2 separate regions of the Nothobranchius furzeri genome follow, and region 2 is linked to region 1. The links are chromatin contacts, called in public Micro-C maps. All regions are on one chromosome and are shown on one strand. Each heading gives the region's core, a stretch centred on a gene start, on an enhancer-like site or on the middle of the called end of the contact. The rest is flanking DNA. Distances are from core to core; before and after follow the strand shown. Region 1 overlaps arhgap35a (Rho GTPase activating protein 35a). Region 2 holds the start of arhgap35a (Rho GTPase activating protein 35a).

Region 1 (4,571 bases), core at 844-3,343:
AAGGCCTTGCTGTTTACACCATTCCCACTGAGACACAATACCATACTCAGCAAATAGACAAGATTGTGTTTATCTTTTCACTTTACAGTACTTCATTATTTTAAAATCACTTTCACCACCAAGACCCCTCCCCTTCCCCATTATTTCTCTTTTTTTTTAAACAGTTTTTGTAACATCTTCTCTTAAATAGTGAGAGTTGGAGCCCTCTTCCTGGATTTGGAAGAAATCATGCACTATACTGGGCGGGTCTCTCAATCATTCACAAAAAAGTGTTTTTTTTAAAGGCTTTGCATTTCTTTTACTTAATAAAATTAAACAAAAAGAAATAAAATGTTTCTACCACCACTCTTGGCTAAAGGGAAAGTGTCGACCCCCCCCCCCCCCCCCCCCCCCAAAAACAAAACAACATACCGATAAACAACCATCTGAATAAAGTTCTGCTCGTTTCTCAGCTTAACTTAACAGACATCTGTCACCATTGAAGAAAGTAGTAATGCAGCCACCTTTTATTTCTTTAGTCACCTTTTTTTTTATCCAACTGTCACTTCGCTTCCCCCCACCTCCCCCTCAAGTCTTTGGCTGCCTCACAGTCGGTTCAGTATTAAAACGTCCATGTACAAAAAACGGATTGGGGGGGGGGGGGGGGGGGGGGGGGTTAATGCCGCTGGCTGGCATTCTCACACAAGTACCAGTGGTCACCCCCTTCTTCCCTCCTTCTCCCAAATAATGATCCCATTCACCCGTATGCAGCCCCCCCCCCCCCCCCCCCCCCCCATCCCCGTCTCTCCCACACTTTCTTTGAGGATCAGTGTGTGTAATCCGGATGAGCCAACAGCAGGGGAAATGACCAAGAGGAGACCAGCATTCCTCCCTCTTACATCTGTTTGGATCACACTGGCGTCTGCTAACCTGTTGGCCTAAAATAAACACACACACACACACACACAAGGTAAATGACCAGCTCTGATGGATGAAATCTCCCTCAGCGATTGGTTAGAACTTGTGTTTTTTAACTGGACATTTGGAGAGCAGAAAGCTGAGATCTCTGCTCAGCTCTTTCAGCCACAAACATGTGCAGCACCACACCAACTCGCTTCGATCCAGAGCTCTTCACCAGCCGCATCTCTGCTGGTTTCTACGGCAACGGCAGGCTCGGCTGAGGAATTTTGGTGATGCTCTCCTCCGGTAATGCAGGAGGCAGCCGGATGGATGAATGGACGATCTGTTCTTCTCTGCTGTCTCTCAGAATGAAAATGGTCTCTCTTGGACAAGAAGGGACTTGGGGACAAAGTGGTAGAACAGCCATGTGGATTCTGATGTGAAAGGTTAAGACTCCTTTACGAGAAAAAAAAAAGAAAGAAAAAAGACTAACACCAGGACAGATTCTGAAGCCCGTAAGGTAAAACATCTCCCATCTGTCAAAAATCTGGGCCCTTACAATTAAACTTCTCTTGCTTTAGCAAAATAATTAGAAAATAATCCTGACAATAAAATAATCTGATGCTTTAAAAAAACACCTCAGCAGGAGAAGGGTGCTACGCCCATGCAGCTGTGATGTAAAACCTCCTCCCTCCACTAGATGTCAGTGTTGCGCTCCCAGAGAGAGCGAAAGGGAGGGCAGCCTGACAGCAAAAGTGGCTGTCACTTTATGGCAGCTTCAACTGAAAATTTGTCTTCAAAGTGCTCAGAAAAGTGCTTTTTCAACAAGGTCCTTAATATGAAAACCTGCAGCACCGTCTCACTCTAAACAGACCAAGCCACCACAGTGTGAACCAAACAGGGTCCAATCCCTCTGCCTGTCAGACACCGGGAAGTCGGGTCAAACAGAAAGACACGGATCCCGGTGGACTTGGGGACATCTTAGAAAAATACAAAATGCTTTTAAAGTGAACAGAAAGAATGTGGAGAATCAGACCAATCAAAAAATAATCACATTTTAGGCTGAATTTTGTTAGAAAAGCCTGAAGAATGAGGGTAAAGTTCAGGAGACTAAAAGGAGCCTTCCCAGAATGCAGAACAGTCGCAGCACCCATAATCCTTTGCTCCTCTTTGCTGCCCAGCAGATCCAGTTTGGTGAGATTTTTTTTCCCAATCTTTGTGCTTGGCTTACTGCCACGACTAAAACTGATTGTGTGTGTGTGTGTGTGTGTGGCTATGTAAGAGGTTGCCGGAGAGGAATTTGCAAGTCGCCCGGGACAGAACATCCTGTCGGTTGGGTGAGTAGTAACACGTGTTTGTTGCACAAGTCCACACTGTCCAGTGGTGAAATAAACAAACATGTGTGGAGGACTTTGTCCCCGCCGCAGCCTCTGGGTCGGTCCAGCAGGTGGGCGGGGCCTAAGAACTGTGCACTGGCCACCAAACTTCCCAACATGGTCAGAAACTAAAAGGAAGAGAAAAAAAAGAAGTGATCCACTGGCTACTGTTTGTGAAATTATCCCAACGTGAGGGAGTTCATATACTCCTGTTTCACTTCTTAATCCCTCCCCGAGTCCCTTCTACCAGCTATGTGTCTCCCCCTGTGTGGGTAAGGCCGTGAGGGTAGAGTGAGACAGAGACGATGGGCTAAAGGAGACTGATCTGGTCCAGAAGCTCTTCATTCCACATTCCTGTCCTGAGCTCTTCTCTGTTATTTATTTATTTTCTGATGAAAGCAGCAGAGGCTCAGATGTTTTCTCCCAAACATGTAATTTTCTCCCTGTACATACTGCATCTCTCCCAAATTCCCTTCCTATCTCCACTTCCTCTTTTATCTATTCCTTCAAAAAGTCTCATCCTGAACCCACAAGTCACATAGTCCAGTTTTTTACTTTGCTTTTTTTGTCCTCGTTCTCTTGATCCCTGGTTCACAGCGTGTGTTGTTCAGTCGGAGGGTGGTGGGGGTGGAGAGAGGGCGGCAGCAGGGCTGGAATGGGAGACTGGGGAGTGGGAGGCGGGGAATGGGAAGGGGACCGATGCTGATGGTGGTGGAGAGGAGGACCGTAATGTGGGATGACAGGAGGAGTGGCGGGGAGGACGTAGGGAGTCGGAGACGGAGCCGGAGGGGTCGAGTAGCCTCCGGCCATGCAGGAGTAGGCCGAGGTTCCTCCTCCCCCGGAAAGCGTGGAGGTTGGGGAGCCGGCGAGGCGGTCAGCCAGCGGCTGATTGTAGAAGAAGAACGCGCACTGGTGGATGAAGCTCTCGATGATTGTTTGGTAGGTGCGGGTGGCGGTCAAAGCGTCCATGGTGGTGAAGTCTGGTCTCATGAGGGTTGGCCAGAAACAGATAGACAGGTTCTCACTGGTCATCAGGTTCAACTTGCTGCTCTGGCTCACTCTGGTAAACAAAAGCACACAAACATCTGATTAATTCAGAATATTTAAGGAAAAAATGCTCCATGTGTTCTTCAGAGGACGCAGTTCTCCATAGAGCCCCATCTCCGGCATGTTTTGTTCTTTGAGGTCTTATGCTGACTGCAGGTGTTGCATGCTCTCCTGCCTCCATTTCATCGTTTTACTGCTCCGACAGAAGAGCTCGGATGAAAGCAAACAGGAAATAACCATCAAGGCTAAAAGGTTTGTAAATGGGACCTGATTTTTACTGGATAGGGGTTTTAATGCAGCTTCTCCAAACAGCAGTAAACCGCAACACAAAACCGAGATTTTTCCAAAAATCATTTCTGATTTCTGAGTTTTTTTGTAATAACTCAAACATCAAGTTTAGTTTTGGGAGGAGCTGCACAATAACGGCACCGTTAGAAACAAACAAGCAAAAAAAGCTTACTCATGGATGCAGCTCTGAGCAGAGGCAGGGAGAGGTGTGACCACTGCGGGGAGAAACACCCTGCTTTTTGCAGCACAGCAACTGTTGCCAAGTGCTTCCAAAAAAACAAAAAAACAGACTGAACACTTAACTTAAGGGGAAAAAATACACAATAAAAATGAAAATCCCCTGGTCGCTTTGAATAAGTCCACCTGTTCAATTGATTATTGACAAAAATTCAGCCAATAATATGACAGCATCTCAGTTCACGTAGGCATCTAGACGTGAGCATCAAGCCATATGGACGAGTCGGGGATTTAGCCAGGATCTGGTGTCAACAACACAAAAGCGTGGTGCCTGATGTTATAATGTTGGGTCATTTATTGACCCCTCAGTACCACCTGAGCCTGGTTTAAACCCCAGAGTCTACAAGAGGATTGTTGCTGAGCATGTCCATCCCTCTAGGGACCACATGGACCCATCTTCTGTTGGCTACTTCCAGCAGGATAATGTGCCATGTGACCAAGCTCAGATCACATCATGGATGCAACTGTATGATGATGTCACATCAATGAGGACCAGAACCTCTGAGGAACGTTTCCAATTAAGAAATAAGAACGTTCGAGGCAAAATGTGTCCCAGCCTAATAAATCAGCCAGGGTGTGTTTATTGGTCTGTTGAAGGGGCGTGTTTAAGTTTTTTAAATGAATTCTTGACCCTAATAACCCAAATATTTTCTACCTGAGATTATCTTATTGTAAATGTCAGAAAAAATACACTGATTGTGTAAATAAAGACTTAGACATCAACCTGAAAGGTGTTCGTTTAAT
Region 2 (4,571 bases), core at 1,352-3,851, 84 kb after region 1:
ATTCACAAGTGGGGAAATTTCTTGGCCTGTTGTACGAGTCACCTCATAAAGACAGGTGTACCAGCTGTGAAATTTACTGGTAATTTGGTAAGAGGCTGGTGTTTCATTCAATGGCAGGCCGGTATGTTTAGAGAAAAGAGTATCTCCAAACTTATGTTAATCATAAATGACATTTCTCATTTTATAAATGGTCCAGTGTTGAGAAACAAAGCAAGTTGGTGACTTTATTTGCACCTAAAGCCCTGACTATTTACATTATATGGACAAGACTATCTCAGCACTGCTCCCTACATGGGCAAGCCCAAGGCTTCACAACCCCAGGGGAAGAATGACAGGGGTGAGTGCTGGTAGCTAGCCTGCTGCCCGAACAAATGGCACAACCATTAGAGGAAGACGAAGCTTCCTGGAGAAGTGTGACTGCATTGCAAAGGGTCCAATCAAGCAGAGAAGAGAAGTGCTGACAGCTGCTAATGCATTTACCTGAAAGCTTAAAGGACCGTCTCTCACAGAAACACACGTGTGTGTGTGTGTGTGTGTGTGTGTGTGTGTGTGTGTGTGTGTGTGTGTGTGTGTGTGTGTGTGTGTGTGTGTGTGTGTGTGTGTGTGTGTGTGTGATCTCTACTCAGCATGGTTCTCCTAATGCAGGGGTGCCCAATCCCGGTCCTGGAGGGCCGGTATCCAGCAGGTTTTAGTGGTTTCTCTGCTCCAACACACTTGATTCAGTGGTTGAATCACCTGTGCAGCAGCTCATCAGGCTCTGCAGAAGCCTGTTAATCACCTGCTGATTGAATTCAGGTGTGTTGAAGAAGGGTTAAAACTAAAACCAGTTACTGGCCCTCCAGGACCAGGATTGGGCACCCCTGTCCTAATGAAGCTGACAATTCTAACAAGGAGAGACTAAACTTATCGAAAGAGGAGAGTCAAAACACAGCTGGCAAACGTGAAGGTAATGAGTCATCGTAACTGCTGACATAAGGACCCACAACACAAAAGCTTGTACATGCAACCCAATAAAGTTCCTGTTTTTTGGAACTGTCCCTTTTTTCCTCTAGCAGTGACACAGCAGTGGCGACAGAGCAAAGTCCTTGGTAGGCAGCAGATGTGTTTTAGAAGGCCATCCCACAAACGCACACTCATCACCATCTCCGTCCACTAGATATGAAAACAGCATTTCAGACATAGAAAGGTTTTTCTTTGGTGAGATTAGAAACCAGTCAAGTCCAGAAGGAAGGACTTGGACAGAAAGGGAGTGGCTGCCACAGCCATGATCACTCTGCAGTGGCTCTGACACATCGGGAACGACTTCTGCTACAAAAATAGTCTAATGGTGGCACTAATTGTTCTAACGTGAGGTTTTTCTGGTCTACCTATCTATATAGCAAACTGGGGGTGAAGAAAAAACTGAATATGTTCACAAATGTGTCTGTTAATTTTTTGACAGTAAATGTGACAGAATCAGATTAGATGAGGCACCTCTGACATCAGGAAGTATGAACTTTTACAAAGAAGTAAAGAAATTTAATAAAATAATTTTTATTCAAAATAAGATTGCCTTAATTCGGAGTTTATTCTGATGGGAGATTATTTTAATAGAGACAGAATGTTGAATATATTGAATTGATATTTTGCTTCTAAGTCACTTGAATTGTTTTCAAACCCAAGAGATTATGACTAAAACAATGCATAAACGTACACACATAGAAACATATTTACAGATTATTTTCCCTTTTTCTAGAAAAACAGCCATTTCTCTTATAGAGTATATTTAAACCATAATAGGTAGACCTCGCCATGCCTGCAAAGGGTTTAATGTTATGTTAATACACTCATGCAATATTGTTAGAATAATCATTATTATTAGTATTCCTAAGAGCTTCAATCATCATAGCAGCCCTGAGGGGGCAGAGGTGGGACTTTGGTGCAGTCCAAGCTGCAATCATGTAGAAAGTAGTTCAAATACAGGTTCAAATGTCAAAAACAGAGTCAAATGGGGCATTAAATGAAATTATCCAGCATTTATTCAACATACCATATCATTCCTGTCTCTTCGGGTATCGTCCGCTTCTTTCTCCTTCTAACTGCGAGCCAGCAACCAGGGAGACTTTTATAAAAGAAAACACTCCCCACATCGATTATTTTCCGCTCTTCTAGTAAACACGCTGTATGGCCATTGCTCCCCGCGTTAAGTCCTCGTTTTTAGATCTTTTTCTCCGCCAGTCTGTGAAGTTTTCAGACACGAGAAGCGCGTTAGTTACTCGCCTCTATTAGCCTGAAAAAATATAGTTAAACAGTGTCCGATAGAGAAGGAGAAAGGAGAGGAAAGGGGAAAACGCTGCTGAAACTCTCGTCCTTTCCTCTCAGCGGCTGGAGAAAAGGGGGAGGCGTTGGAAGGAAAGCCCTGCTTCGGTGTGTTTTCCCTTCTTGCTTCACCACCACGTTGTTTTGACCAGTTATTGTTTCCTTTGTTGCGTCAGGAAATAAAATATATATTTATATATATATTCCGGTTTAGTAAGGCGTTGTTTTTCCGTCCCGACAGCTTTGGAGCACCGCTGTGCTCTCCTTTCTCACGTTGTTGAAGCCCCTCGCAGGATAAATGTGTGACGTTGTGTTCAAGTCTAGGTTTTTTTCAGCTTCCCAATAATGGCGGACCTTCTGTGGATCGAGCATCTCCCCTCCTGTTCTCAGAGAGCAGAGAGGCTCTCCCAGCGGTTTGTGCACACAATTACAACACACACACACACACACACACACACACACACACACACACACACACAAAGACATTTACCGGGTATGTTCAGGGGAAATGCATCATAAATGTCTCGAATGTTTAAAAATAAATGTTAGCAATCTTAAAAAAAAAATCTCAAATTTGAGACCCAATTTGACTAAATTAAATGAATGCACATCTTGCTTATCCTCTTGGAATATTGTTAATATTTAGCATCAAGCTTCTTCTGGCACTGAAGCGTTCAGCTGGAGTATTAGGATTAGTGCCTTCACCACAAACCTGCCATATCCTGTCCTCCTCTGCCCACTGCTGCAGAATCTACTGGTGGACAGGGCCGATTTAATTTGTTTATTAATGTGATGTTGTTGTATGGTTACATAACAAAATAAAGCTGATTATTGGTATTGTGATTATCTTTGAAAAGCCCTTCCACCCACTGTAGTCCACTCTGGAGGAAAGCTCCTTTAGCTGTAGACCAAGACATCCCAGATGTAAAACAGAACGGTATTGTAGGTCATTCATCCCCTCTGCAGTAAGAGTGTATACCTCCTCAGTTTAACTGGTACTGGCATTATCCTGATACACAATAACATCAATGCAATATTCAGTATGTGTCCAATACTTGTGCAATACCGGATGTTCATTATGTTTGCATCCCTTAAGCTGCATAGTTCTGGAAACCTGTTTCCTTTTTATTTGTTGTTTTTAGTGGTTGAAGTTTGCAGTGATAGCTTTACTGCCTTTGTGTGTTTACCTGTTCTTATCTTTCTTCTTCATTTTCTCTAATGTTCTGCTATAGCAAGTGAATTTCCCCCACTGTGGGATTAATAAAGTCTATTATTTTCTTTATAGATATGAAAGTTATTATTGTCTTCATTATTCATAGCAGTGCTGCATTATTGTTGGGTGTTCCTGACATAACATGTAAAGCAACTATGATCAGACTTTCTGAAGGTTTTCACATCTCTACATTCTGACCAGTGGGGTCAAAGCCCTCCCCTGTGAATTAACACCCCCAGTAATAGTAATGCTTCTTTTTTTCTATCCATCATTGATATAAAAAATCTATAAAATAAGAAACCAAAGTATTCCTGTAGCGGAAGTTGTTTTCAGATGCATGGTCAGAATGTGACATGAATATAATAAAAGGGCTGTGTCCATATTCAGGTGCTGTTTCCTTTGAAGGACCCATCCTGGTCAACCGTGAAGACCAGAAGTGAGCAGCTGTGAAATTGGACAGTCTAGCCTTCAAATTTATGTCTGCACTTTAGTCAGCATGTAACCCGTCCCCTAGCAATCGTGACAGAGCTAAAAAAAAAAAAAGAAGAATGAATAAAAACAAACTTCTGTAAATTGAGCTTAAAATTTTGTTGTTATTTATTACCTATCTTATCCTTTTTAGGAGCTAATTCATCTTTATCACCTTACCAATTCATCCTGAGGTAGGGTGGACCATGAAGCACACGCAAAAGACCCATCCTTCAAATCCGGGGAGAAGAAGGACTTTTCACTGGTCCGTATCGGGAAGAGCCTTCACATTTAAACAGACTTTGTAGCATTGCTGTGATGTAATCAGTCTTCAAATCCAACCTTCGAAGGATGCTGCCCCTGAACTTGGACACAACCACAAACTGCTACAGATGTTTATTTTGTGCACCACCTCAAGATTATCATTGACCCCCCGCCCCCCATGGAGGCGCTCCTGTTTTCAGAGATTTTCTTTGGACTTTGTCTGCTTTCTCACTCAATTTTCAGAGGAATTTTTCTTTTTGTTTCCTTGTTGATCTTTTTAAATCTGACCCATGAATCATTCAGACATACCAAGGCTCCTAAACTAAAG

What was found. Hi-C and Micro-C count contacts between places; a contact is called where the count stands out from the background.
Region 2: a Micro-C map of tail fin shows a contact between it and region 1, with 10 times the contacts expected there. The contact joins the promoter of arhgap35a here to the enhancer-like site in region 1. A contact is called at or near these places in 2 of 2 Hi-C or Micro-C datasets (skeletal muscle and tail fin).

Annotation. Positions count from the first base shown.
Region 1 is chr13:41,204,783-41,209,353 of NfurGRZ-RIMD1, forward strand. It overlaps arhgap35a (Rho GTPase activating protein 35a), which reads right to left. Exons shown (of 7, transcript XM_015951474.3): 7 at 2,672-3,315. The coding sequence ends at 2,847. Among protein-coding and RNA genes, the nearest start is that of npas1, 66 kb to the left of the region's middle. Within about 2 kb of position 2,094, at least 1 of the 3 cell types and tissues checked has an H3K27ac peak or open chromatin away from gene starts, as enhancers often do. A contact at or near this core is called in tail fin, where this site is marked.
Region 2 is chr13:41,288,037-41,292,607 of NfurGRZ-RIMD1, forward strand. It overlaps arhgap35a (Rho GTPase activating protein 35a), which reads right to left and starts at 2,602. Exons shown (of 7, transcript XM_015951474.3): 1 at 2,030-2,602.